Regions from separate parts of the Gossypium hirsutum genome. Here region 1 is linked to region 2. The links are chromatin contacts, called in public Hi-C maps. All regions are on one chromosome and are shown on one strand. The core of a region is the stretch at or near the end of the contact, and the rest is flanking DNA. Distances in the headings are between cores, read along the strand shown. Region 1 has its middle 16 kb from the start of LOC107951415. Region 2 holds the start of LOC107951416 (interferon-related developmental regulator 1).

Evidence for each region. Hi-C and Micro-C count contacts between places; a contact is called where the count stands out from the background.
Region 1: a contact with region 2 is called in a Hi-C map of leaf, with 2.2 times the contacts expected there. The contact joins the enhancer-like site here to the promoter of LOC107951416 in region 2. A contact is called at or near these places in 4 of 34 Hi-C or Micro-C datasets (all in leaf).

Annotation. Positions count from the first base shown.
Region 1 is chrA02:21,050,970-21,057,596 of Gossypium_hirsutum_v2.1, reverse strand. No RefSeq gene overlaps it. Among protein-coding and RNA genes, the nearest start is that of LOC107951415, 16 kb to the right of the region's middle. Within about 2 kb of position 2,161, at least 8 of the 9 cell types and tissues checked have an H3K27ac peak or open chromatin away from gene starts, as enhancers often do. A contact at or near this core is called in leaf, where this site is marked.
Region 2 is chrA02:20,828,538-20,835,191 of Gossypium_hirsutum_v2.1, reverse strand. LOC107951416 (interferon-related developmental regulator 1) reads right to left here and starts at 1,305. Exons shown (of 13, transcript XM_016886467.2): 1 at 858-1,305; 2 at 448-619; 3 at 183-263. The coding sequence starts at 867. It overlaps LOC107952270 (increased DNA methylation 1), which reads left to right and starts at 1,767. Exons shown (of 1, transcript XM_016887537.2): 1 at 1,767-3,473. The coding sequence starts at 1,767. The coding sequence ends at 3,473.

The DNA.
Region 1 (6,627 bases), core at 912-3,411, 220 kb before region 2:
TTTTTTCGACTAAAGAAATGCTTGTGTTACTATTTAGGTCAAAGAAATGCTAGATATTTTACTTCGATTAACGTAGACTTCCAGCAAAACAGCACCACGTGTCTCTCTTCCCCAATAAACCACTGTTCAAACGACACGTAGCTCCCTCTTCCATCACATACAATCTCTGACGCTCGCCTGCCCTTTCATCTACTTTCCCTCCACCGCTTACTCATGCGGTAAAGCCCACGCGACTAATTCATTCAGGTCCCGAGTTCAGCGAATTAATCTACGCGCCACTCTAAAACCATTCGCCAAAAGTCTCCCGGGTAAAACCTTGGAGGGTCCAATAACATGATACACCCACGTGACTGTACGATACATTAAAAGACGAAACCAATAGGAAATCCCCACGTGTGGGAGAAAGGAAAGCACAACAGTATCGATTAGCAGATTTTCCGTTAGAGGCATTGGATCCAAAACAGGTCCCAACTCCCAACGGGTAGGAAGTGACACGAAGACACGATGACGTCATCACCGTACTTTTGTCTCTGTTTTTTTTTTCATTCCCCTAAAAGAAGCCATTAAAATACAGGACGGAGAGCTCAGGCATTTCCAGAGGAGAGAGGAAAAAAAGTGAGAAAGGAATAAAGACAGAGAACGAAAGAGAAGGTTAATATTACACTTTTGAATTTCGTTCCTTTTTCTTTTATATACAATCTCCTTTGGTATTTTACATCTTTATTTTTTGGGGGTGTTGCAGGTGAGTTGAAATCAAATCTCTTATTCTTTAAATTTTCTGGGAGGAATTGTATCTCTCTCTCTCTCTCTCCTCTCAGCCGGACGAAATAGAGGAAATTTCCGTTGGTATAAAAATGCAGGTGTTTGATAGAATGACTATTCCAATTCGCAGAGTTTGGAGCGGTGTCGCCACCCGCTTCGGCGTTCGTAAAAGTGGTTAGTCTCAGTTCATTTGCCGCCGACTTGCTGATGTTCAATTTCCGTTCAGATTAAAAGAAAGTTTTTTTTTTCTTTTGCTTTTGCATTTATCTTGTCTGAGCGGTTTTGTTTTCCTTTTTCAATTTAAATGTTTTCGTTATCAGACAACTTGGATTAAGATTTTGGTGTTAAAGTTTTAAAGAAATGAGTTTTATAAACTTGAATTGTAAAGAACAAGAATTTGCATGTGGGAATTACATGGATTTGGGCTTCCTTACCTTTAATTGCTAGCCTTTTTGAAGGCCGGTATTTCTTTGTCTCGTATATGATTTATAAATTGTGGAACAGCTATTTTTATCTGATGGGTTTTGTTGAATTCTTAATCTTGAATGCTTAACAGGGGGGAAATGACGAAAGGGAAATTTTTTTCTTTTTTTCTTGAATCTCTGGAAAATAAATGGGAATCCAAGAAATAATTTAGAGGGAAATGGATGATTGACATATGTAAATTAAAGGCTAAAATTCATACTCTGTCCTTAGCCAATATTATCATGTGTTGAAACAGCTCATATGAAGCTTCGAAAAGATATAAGCTCTTGCGAATACGAGGATGTGCGAGTGATGTGGGAAATGCTGAGCAGAAACGAAGCAGAAACCATTCGATCCCCAACAACAAGTAAAGGAAGATGCAGAAAGAGACCATTGTGGAATTGCTTTGAATGGGCAAAGCGAGCTCCTTTTTTTTGTCGAAGCTTCTGAATAACTGTCAGAGAGTGTGTCTTGTTGCCACTCAGGGTTTTCAGTTTATCATCCTATCTTAGACCTTTGTTTGGATATCATCGATCCAGTGATAATAAAAGAAAAAAAAATAGGGAGAGAATGGAGGGATTTGTTTGTGAGATTGCCCCTCTTCTTCCCTTTGGTGTTTTTTTTTCTGTTATGTATGTCTCAGTTATCTGTAGATATCAACCGTCTGTCATGTCCATGCTTTTATCTCTGGTTCTATGTAATAAGCTGCTATATATATGTCCATGTTCTCCTCCAGGCTCTTTAATCTTGAGGGTGGTACATTGATGAAGTTTGTAAAAAGATGGGTGTCTTTCATTTTCTGTGTTTATCCTTTTTAAATTAAATGATAGGTGAAAAATCACAATCAATCAATTTTTAATTAGGAGGGGAGAGTGGGGGCCGGGGTGGTGCACCAATCAGAAACTGCAGTGATTGAATGGGTTAATTTAGTTATGATTTTGAAAGGTAGAGGTCTCATAACCGTAAAAATTTGTGATGTTGAGACCCCTGTTTTAATTATGTTTCTTGCTCTTCTCGGTTTTAGTTTCAAATCAAAAACTAAACCTTTTAACCGCTGTAATAGGGTGTGATATGTATTTTGTTTATTTTTTATCTTTAAGTTATAATATTATTATAGTATTTAATTTTATCGTTATTATTATTTTTACATTAATTATATGTAAATATATCATCTATTTAAACTTATCTTAATTCAACCCAACCTCATATTAAGATTAGTTGGACTAAAAATTATGATTTAAAATAAGATATTGAGTTGAATTAAATTTAAAAATTGATTGAATCAAAATTTAAATTAATTTTATTTATTTTAGATTTTTCATAATTTTTAAAAAATTTACTCAATCGAACGGAAAATCAACTGATTTTAAAAACTTGAAATTAATTATTTATTAATTAAACTTGTTTGAAGTAACAGATTTTTTTTTATGTCAGAAATATTATTTTATAGGATTTACTCTGCAAAGTAGCTTTCGCCAAGATCGTCAACATTCACGTTCATTGAGCCAAGGCCCAAGATTATCATTTCATTGATCCAGCTCCTATAATCGCTTAAATCATATCATATTATATTATATAAAAAAATAAAAAGGGATAAATATCATAATTATATATGAATTTTGATTCAATGTGTAATGTTATATATGGATTTTGACTTTTTGTGATTTTATACATGAATTTTGATTCGATTCAATTTTCAAATCACTAACAACATTGTTGAATTACCACCATTTTACATTGGATATTACATACAGAGCAATTATATTAATCCAATATAAAAATAAATATATGTATTCATTTCTTTAAATGTGTATGATTAAATCAAAATTAGAGTTTCTTGTATACATAAGAACGAAAATACAAGTTTCATGTGTATAATTGCATCAAATAAAAGTTCATGTATCAAATTGCACATTGAAGCAAAATTCATGTATAAATTTAATATTCATATATCAAATTGCACATGACAACAAATTGAGCATTTTATTTGTACAGATACCACATTACACATAAAAGCTTAGAGGCCAACTATGACATTGACCTATACTAATTGTAGAAAGTTAAAAGTGAAAATTTGAAAATTTTGAAAATGAAGTCACTACCTGCTCCTAACTAAACCTATTCATGGGTCAAATTACTCACTTAAGCTTAAAGATTCATCCAAAATTTGAAAAGATTTGAGTAAAAATATTATATCCAAAAAATAGAATTAGACAAAAAAAATTAAACCCGTTTTAAGTAATGACCAAACTCGGGCTCGAATATTAAAGGTCTAAGTTTGCCCCACTTCCTAAGATTGTATTATAGCACATAAAAAATTAAATCTATAATAATATATAATATTATAATGTAAATATTAAAAAATGCTAAGATGTCTATATATAAAATTTTAATAAATGAGAAAATATATAAAATTATTAAATATTAAATTAATACTAATATAAATATTTTTAAAAAAAATTAAAAAATATTATCAGGTTTAAAATGAGTTTAAGTTTAATATTTTATTTGGTTTAAACAAAATTTTAATCATATATTTTAAATTAAACTTGGACAAATGTAAAGTGAATTAAGGTTAAAATAACACTGAGAAGACTTTTTCCCTCCCACCAACTCCTCACTATTAGTGAATGTGTTACTTGATGTCTAAAACATATTGACTAATGATATGTGTTAAGTTGCTTGCCACTTTGCCTTGGCGTTGAGCTATTAAGGCAACCATCACAAGCACAGAGCGAAAAATATGGATGGAAGCGAATCATGGTGGACCTCATGGTTTACCAAAGATTAAAGCTATGGTGGTTTGAGTTAGAAGATATTAACGACATGGTGACCGAATCACAACCAAAGCCTTGCAAAACCCAACCCCATCTTCTCTCTCTTCTTCTCTTAACTTTATTTCCTTACCATTTTCGTTGGTTTGCCTTCATATCATCCAACCTTCCATTTCCAAATTGGTTACTTCGTTATTTAGATGTGGAATCTTCCTAAAAATGTATCCCTATTCGACATTTAATTAATTCGAATTTATATAATACAGTTATTATTTATTTATGGATTAAATCACTATTTGGAATATGAACTTGACAATTTCTCTCACATTGAATTTGAATTTTTTTTTGTCCAAGTTTAGTTATGAATTTAGCAATTATTCCCACATTTGAGTTTCAATTTGAAATCTTTTCTCACATTAGGGTTTAAACTTTTTTTATTATTCAAGTTAATCTCTGAACTTTGAGAGTTATTCTCATATTAGAGTCTGAACTTGAAAATTGTTTTCACATTGGAGCTTGAGCTCTAGGATTTTCAAGGACTAACTTGGACAAAAAAAGTTCGACCCTAATGTAGGAATAATTGTTATGTTCGAGGCCTAACTTGAATAATAATAATGTGAGCATAACCGTTAAGTTCAGGATCTAATTTGGAAAAAAAAATTCAGACTCTAATATGAGAAAAAAATTAAAATTCAATAACTTAAAATGAATTAACCATTTGTTTATTTATTTGGGAGGTTGGGGTGGGGGAGGTTGAAGTAGATATCAAAATCACCAAATTAAAGCAAATGGAGCATACAAAAATGATTGATTCTGGCCATGGCTCCCATAAAACACATTAGTTGATAAAGATTACTTACTTTAACTCCAATTATAGGATTAAAGTGATGATCAAGGCAGCGATTTCCATCTCCTACTAATCATCATTTATTAAATTAATTATTATGTTAAATATTTTCCACATTTAACTGTATGTCATCTCTGATTATCATATATAGTTATTTTGGCATTCTCACCAATCAGACTAAACTCTACCCATATGCTGTCTTGGCCAACTTATCTTCCCAATTTGGCTAATCATTCATATTCATTGACTTCCTATCTCCAGAGGAAATTGATAGATCTAGAGAATACTTTCCTTTATCAAAAATCTTTGAATAAAACCCATTATAATTAGCTATAATTGCTAGTTTACAACAATATTTTGAGCAACAAAACTGTAATCGAGTGTTAATATTCTATTACATATAACTAATTTTTCGATTTTAAGCACAATGACAATGCCATATTATTAGAAATAAATTTAATTTTAAACTTTTTTAATGATAGTAAGTATCTAATTTACCCGTAATATAAAGTAATAATTGTATATAAAATAAGAGTTATATTTGATAAAATTTAATATTTATATATGATGAGTTTAAGTTCAAGGAAAGTAGAATGAATCATTTATGAAGCAGGCACAAAGGGTGGTTTTAGGATTAGATTAAAAAGAAAAATAGAAAAAGCAATTTGTTGAGGTTTGTCAACCACTTGATTAAGCAGCTGACTGTTGGTAAATTCACAAGCTTTACAATTTATTAAAGAAAGCTTTCTTAATGAAAAAGCGTGGGAAGGACATGGATTCATATACTGACTTTCGCTTCATCTTGGATTAAATTATTAGCCATTAATGTTAATATTTATGGGACATAGTGCAAAGTTAGGCTCTCTCTTTTTCATAGTTGGACCCAAACCTTAAATCTGATTTAAATTTTAAATTTGTATAATTTACGTGTTTTAAATCATTTTTAAAATAATTTATTAATATTAAAAAATTTATCATACGCGTATGTGTATGAGAATCACGTATTTAAAATATAAATGTGTATTTAAAAATAATATATAGTAAATAATGAAAAGTATGATTTGAAACTAATAATAATAGCTAATAACACCTTAAATAGGTACAATATTTAAAATAAAAACATTAGATTAGATTGTGATTAAAACTAAATTTAAACACAAAAAACATATCATATTAAGAATACAAATATAATTGTTTATCATTATTTTACCATCAATTCTAAATTGGTGTTGTGTTCATTTGTGAAACTAACTCAATCAACAACGTTATTCATATACACAAATATATAAAAATTTTGAATATATATATATGCTCATTAAAGTTTCAAATAAAAACTAAAAATTACTTTAGTAAATGAAAAGGTTTTATATATGCATAGTGTTCTTGATTCAAATCTCATTATGGATAATTTTTTATTAATTTATAAATTATAAAAAAACAGAAATACTCACATAATTATATAACATAATTTGCAAATAAAATTATTTTTTGTTAATTTTTTAATTGAGTTGAGACTCGATTGATTTGACACCAACTCAATATATATAAGGCTTAATAATAGTACTGATAATTCACCTTTGAATAATACTCCAATTTCAAAATTGGGTTTTAAAGATGTTTTTTTTCCAAAAGCGGTACATAAATTAAAATTTTCTCATTTTACTCAAAAAGTAGGGTAAATTACCTAGTTGGTCACCTAATTTTTAAGGCGCTTTCATTTTAGTTATCCAAGCGTTAAATCTCTAACGACGATTATCTGTACACATCACATCATGTTTG
Region 2 (6,654 bases), core at 56-2,555:
GGCAAATAGAAAATGACAATCTAATACTATGTAATCTCAAGTCTGACTAACTAATGAATCCCACCGAATGTGTGCTATTCCTAATTCTTAGCGTTTCAAGAACCATGATCCTAAATCCTTGGGCTATTCTTGCAATAAAATAAATCAAACCCAAGATTAAAGACCACTTGAGAGCAACTTACTTCTTCTCCACGAACTCATGCTGCAAGTTGCTGTTGAAAGCTTCGATAATCGAGGCCAAAGCCTTCTCTCGCGTTGAACCCCTTCAACAAATGGAGAAAAACGCCCAATTGAGCCACATCCAAGTCAAAAGCATAATTATTCTAAAAACTTTTGAGAAATCTCGAGAACTTGACAAAGTAACTAATTTCAACTAACCAAACTATTCTTCCTTAACCACAGTAACAAGAAAACCATGCATCAAATTTTCATCCAACTATATCTAACCTCTTTTCGTATAAATTATCCACAGCTTCATCAAGTAAACTATCCTTATTAAGCTCTACTTCTTCAGTTCCGGAAACCGACATTCGATCGGAATGCATGGTCGACGATGAACTTACACTACTATTATCATCGTCACTATCTAACATCGTCGCATTTTTGCGCTGAGTTTTACCTGCCAAATTCATATAATTATTTTTATTCAGCCTTAAATAAAACCTAAAACAAAACAAATATAAAACCGACGCCAAACACACCCCAAGACAAATAATAGAAAATTGTTCAAACGCGACTTCACCAAACAATCAATCATCTAACATCCATAGCAATTTGGAAAGTCAAAAAGGCAGAAATTTAATCAAATTAATTAGCAAAAATTACCCAAAAAAAGAATAGAGGAAAAAAATTCTCACGTTTTCCCATGTTGGTGACTACTTCTCGGCCGTCGGTTTTTATATGTTAGAAACTACAAGGTTGACTAAGAATCTGAGAATGAGATAGGTTTGAAATTAAACAACGATAGACAGAACGAAAAACCCAAAAAGAATCCAAACAGAACAAGGAAGACGATATCAGAAGCGAATGGGAGGAGGATGCAGCCATTAAAGTGATACAGAAAATCCCTATTAGAATATAAAGCCAAGGGAAGGGAATGGATTTAGAAAATTACACAAACCCTAATTTATATGTAAAAAGAAAAGCGAACGGGGATTCGGGAATTGGCAGGTTGGGACACGAGGCGAGTGTAGGGATGGAGCACGTGGAATTAGGGTTAGACACGTGATTAAAGTAATTTTACTTTTTAGGAGGCGAGTTTGGGGGTTTAGAGTTCCCGGACTCTGGGAGAAGTTTGTAGAATTGTTTTTAAAGAAAAAAGAAGTATTAAATTTGTAGATTCTTAAATTTAAAAAAAAAAGTGAAAAGGGTGGCTAAAGATTGAACTGTTGATTATCTGTTTTTAAAAGTTTGAAAATAATTTCTCATGGAAAAAGTAAAAACAGAACTTTTGATTTTGATTTAAAGTATTAATTTGGTTAAATACGAGTTTTTATATGAATCTAACTTCAACTGGACTTCCTGAGCTGCGACCCAACCCAATAACAGCAAATTTTCATAATTATCTTAAGCTCAATCGTTGCCCACTTCGCCATAAAAAAACTAATTTCGACATCACCAAAATTTTACTATAAATAATAAACCCAAGAGTATAAAATTCTCAGTTTTGCTTTGTTTATCCTTCAAGACTTCTAATCGAAGTAGAAGTCGACTTATTTAAACTAATGTTATATCATATCTAATTTGTTTATCCTAAAAAGTCAAGCATGGCAGATGCGGTGTTCAATTGGTACAAGAATGGGGGTACAGCAGAACCTGGTACTAAGAGAAGTGAAACTACCCTGCAAGCCAAAAAACATCTTTCTTCCATGGGTTGGGTTTTTTGGTATGCTCAGAAGAACGGAAGACAAGAGTTACGATATCAGTCACCGCAAGGCAAGGTTTACTATACACTCAAAGCTGCCTGCAAAGGTTACATCGATGAAACATCCGGGGCCGAGGGAGGAGGAGGAATGGCCGTGGCCGTGGCTGCTGACTTGGAGCCCAAGAAACCCTTGAAAAGAAAGAGTTTAACTCAAGAAAATCCAGCTTTCCCTAAATCTCTTCCATTTAAATCCCTGCCGCCACCCAAAAGAGGGAAGAAGGTGAGAAAACAAGAAAATCAAGCCGAGCCTCGGGTGATCAAACGAGAGAGGATTAGAATACGAGAGCATCTTGTTCCGAATTCATCTCATCGTAACCCAAGAACTGTTCTCTCTTGGTTGATAGACAACAATGTGGTTTCGATTTTGGGGAAAGTGTATTACCGGAATAAGGCAGGGAATCCATTGATGAGAGGAAGGATAACTCGTACTGGGATTCAATGTGACTGTTGTTTCAGGGTATTTGCTCTCACCGCCTTTGAGGCTCATGCGGGTAGTACCAACCATAGGCCGGCTGCTAATATAATCTTGGACGATGGCAGTGGCAGGTCTCTTTCTGATTGTCAAAGGCAAGTGCATGATTCAATGATGACGATCCCCACATCTGCGAAGAAGGGCGATTCAAATCCACGTGGGAGTGATGATGTTTGCTCTGCTTGTTGCGATGGGGGGGAGTTAATTTGCTGTGATCGTTGCCCTTCTGCTTTCCATGTCAATTGCGTGGGCCTCAAGGAAGTTCCAGATGGTGACTGGTTTTGCCCCTCCTGCTGTTGTGGCATTTGTTGTATTGGAACTGTAAGTGATGATGATAATTTTCTTGCTTGTCAACAATGTGAGTGTAAATTTCACATTGGATGCCTCAAGTTGAAGGAATCAAATGAACTGGCTAGGAAAAACAACTGGTTTTGCAGCCATAGCTGTGAAAACATCTTTTCCAGCCTGCAAAATCTTACTGGAAAACCAATTCCAGTGGGGAACAATCTGACCTGGACATTGCTGAAGTCGAAGGCAAGCTCTAATGGCGACGGCTATACTGATTGCCCCGATGGCCTGGATTCTTGTGCAGAGAATCACAGTAAGTTGAATATTGCACTCGATGTGATGCATGAATGCTTTGAGCCTAGTAAAGATTCTTACACAGGGAGAGATCTGGTTGAAGCTGTGATTTTCAGCCAAGGGTCGAAGCTGAAACGATTGAATTTCAAAGGATTCTATATTGCGGTTCTGGAGGAAAACAATGATCTGGTTTCCGTGGCTACCGTAAGGGTACATGGTGACATTGTGGCCGAAATGTCCCTTGTTGCTACCAGGTTCAGCCACCGCCGCCGCGGCATGTGTCGAGCTTTGGTGGATGAACTTGAAAAGAATCTAGCCAAACTGGGGGTGCAGAAGCTAATTTTACCCGCCGTGCCTGCTGCAGTCGACACATGGGTTAACGGTTTCGGGTTTTCTCACATGACAGGCGACGAGAGATCGAAGCTTCTGCAATATGCTTTACTAGACTTTCAGGGAAGCATAATGTGCCAAAAACCCTTGAAAACTGAGTTGTGATAGACTGATATATCATAAGGTGCAAGTATCGTTCCAGGTACATGAAATATTAATGTTTGTTCTTGTTATTGTATTATCAGATGTTAACTGGTATAGCTTACATGTGCATTTATAAGTTTATTCGTCAGCAACTATACATTAGACTTGGAGCATATTTGTCTCGTTTGAATGAGTTGAAAGAACTAGCCAACATTCATTGTTTGATGGGCTTATTGGGTGGGTCTATGGACCCATAGTTTTAAATTTTGGCTTTCGCCTTTCATCAAAAAGAATCAACATAACACATAAACAAGCACATGCCTATGTATAAACGACAATAAAGGAAGCAAAGCAAGACACAATCACACCAGCCACTGCATGCTTTCCCTTTCCTCTGATTCTCAACATTTTTATTACAGAACCCAATGACACTGAGAAACAAAAAAAGGGTCCTGCTTACCAAGTTATGTCTTTTTCTCTTTTCTACATTAAAATAGTAATGCTCCCTTTGGCCCTTTCTTTCTGCATCCCATGTCCATTCCCCTAATTTGTAACTATTATAGCTTCCTTATGTTTCATCTTCCCAAAGCCTTAAAGTCGTCCATATGGCGACCGGCAACTGCTCGAGTCAAGCAAAAGTTTTGACAGAATGTCAACGAGAAGGATACGGAAAAATAACATTATTCACCATCGATAATACCTTCCATGCCAAGGTATTTGGTGTATCAATGAAACTGAAATTTAGAGCATTATTCATCAAATGACGACTACTACTACTGGTACTACATTTAATCAGATCCTTTACATAAATTATGAAAGATATGGAGGAAAATAAAAATAGGTCATGCTTTTAATTATATTGATTGGTAATGATTCAATATTGGAAATGGAGCTAAGCGCACCTTAAGTTGATATAATATTTCAGTGGAAATTAACTTTGTAGCAGCAACCATTATAAATGGGAGAATATATGAATGAGTGAAGAGATGGTATGGCTATAGATGGCCTTTAGACCATTTGCCTTATTAGCCTTAACTTTCACATGCGCAGTAAAAGATGCACTTCCAGTTCATGGGTTTTGTTTAAAATTCAAATTATTCCTTTTTATCACTTTGCCTTTTTCACAAAGTATGTAAAATAACTCAAATTACTCGAATTGGTTTTGATTAGATCTAATTATTTATAATTTTTCTTGAACCTTAATAAGAGGATAAATATGTTCGAATTTACATTCTCCTGTGTTGACAAGTTAAAATTTAACCATAATTAATTTTCTTAAACTCTTAAAAGAATTTATAACACTTGTGACAATTTTTATATATTTAAATTAAAGATTTTTATTTTTTATTTAATTTTGTAAAAATTAATATAATGTAATATTTCGAGATAGATGAAATTTTAAGTAGGTTTAAAATGTGGTGTAAGTCCCTTTTCCTGGTTTTGAAACTTGTTTTTCAACTGCTAAACTCTTATCTATTTAATTGATAATCACATGCAACTACTTTACATCAAATTTCAAAGATGACAGCAATAATTAGGATCACCTAGTCTTACGAAATTGACGAGAAACAGGTTCTTAGGGACAAGTTTATAAAAGAGCATTAAATTCTCAATTATTTGTGTAGGTAAGAGTCTAATAGGAGATATAACTGCTCATATTATTTTCAATTTATGTTCTTTTGGATTAATTCGAGATAAAGTACATAATTTTCCCTTATAAAATGGGACAAAAATTAACAATGATGGAAAGGACAAGCAAGAGAAGGATAGAAGTTGAGAAAAACTGACTAAAAAAATAATGCAGGTTCTTATACCGTAAGTTGGATTGTATTTTGTCATTTTACTAAAAAATAAGTAAATTAGTTCATGTATGTCAAATCAAAAGATAAATTAATCCTTTTATTAAAAATTTTATATATTTCTACGGTTAAAAGTTAGTCTTTATACACCGGCATGATGTACACATGGAATGCAACATATCACTTGTCTGATTATTCTGTTAGCTACGCCAATTTTCAATAATACAAATAGACAAAATTTTTAATAAAAATGACCAATATGCTCTTTGAACTAACATACATAGACTAATTTACCTATTTTTTGAGTAGAGAGAATAAAATGTAATTTGTCTCTTAATATAAGGGCAGCTATCATACTTTACCGTAAAAATGAAATTGTTAGGGATCGATTCGTATAAACAACGAACTAGAAAAGGTAGAGAAGATCGAACACAAATTTTACTTGGAAAATTTTTCCGAAGAGAATAAAAACCACGAGAAAAGGAAGTTTCAACTTTTTACTAAATGAGTAAACAAACGAGAGTACAATATGAAGAAAATAAACTTAAATGTACTAAACGTACAAACTGAAACCCCAAAAACAAAGCCCTAACTCTTATAGAGTTCTCTCAAAAGGGATACAAATTTATCTGGATTTTTTACTAATATAGTTTTTTTAAAAAAATACTAAAACGGTATAGGGCAAAAAGTAATGACGAAAATGATATGGACCAGAGTGGTACCACCTATGGTAGTGGCGTGACCACCCTGGGTCCCACACATTCTGCCATTTTCTGTTAAAAAGAAAAAAAAAGCTTAAAAACGAAAAAAAAAACAAAACTGAAGCAGAAAAAAAAACAAAAAGTTGAAAAAAAAAGGGTTGTGTGGGTGCCAGAGGTGGCAACGGTTGTGCCTCTGGCAGAGGCGGCACCGCCCCATTATAAAAACAACTTCTGGAAGCAAGAAGAAGCAGCAACTCGGGAAGCAAGAAGCAGCAGCAAGGAGAAGAAAAGAAAAAGAAAGAAAGGAGAAGGAAAAAAAATAGAAAAGAGAAAGTATATTTTTTTTAAATAATGAATTTTTATATTGTTATTGCATTTTTGCTGTCATTATTGTTGTTGATTTTTTTTTGTTAGATATTATTATTGTTAGTAAAAAAACCCTTATTATTATTGTTAGTTATTATTATTGTTAGTAAAAAAACTATTATTAGGATTGTTGGTTATTATTGTTAGTAAAAAACCTTAATTATTGTTAGTTATTATTATTGTTGATTTATATTAATTTTGTAATAAAAAAACCCTAAAAAAGCTTATTTATGTTATGTAAAAAATGTTTTATTTTTTTATGTAATTTATTTGTTATATGTGTTTTAGGTGGGTTTTTTATTGGTACTTAATCTTTCAAACAACCTATTTTGATAT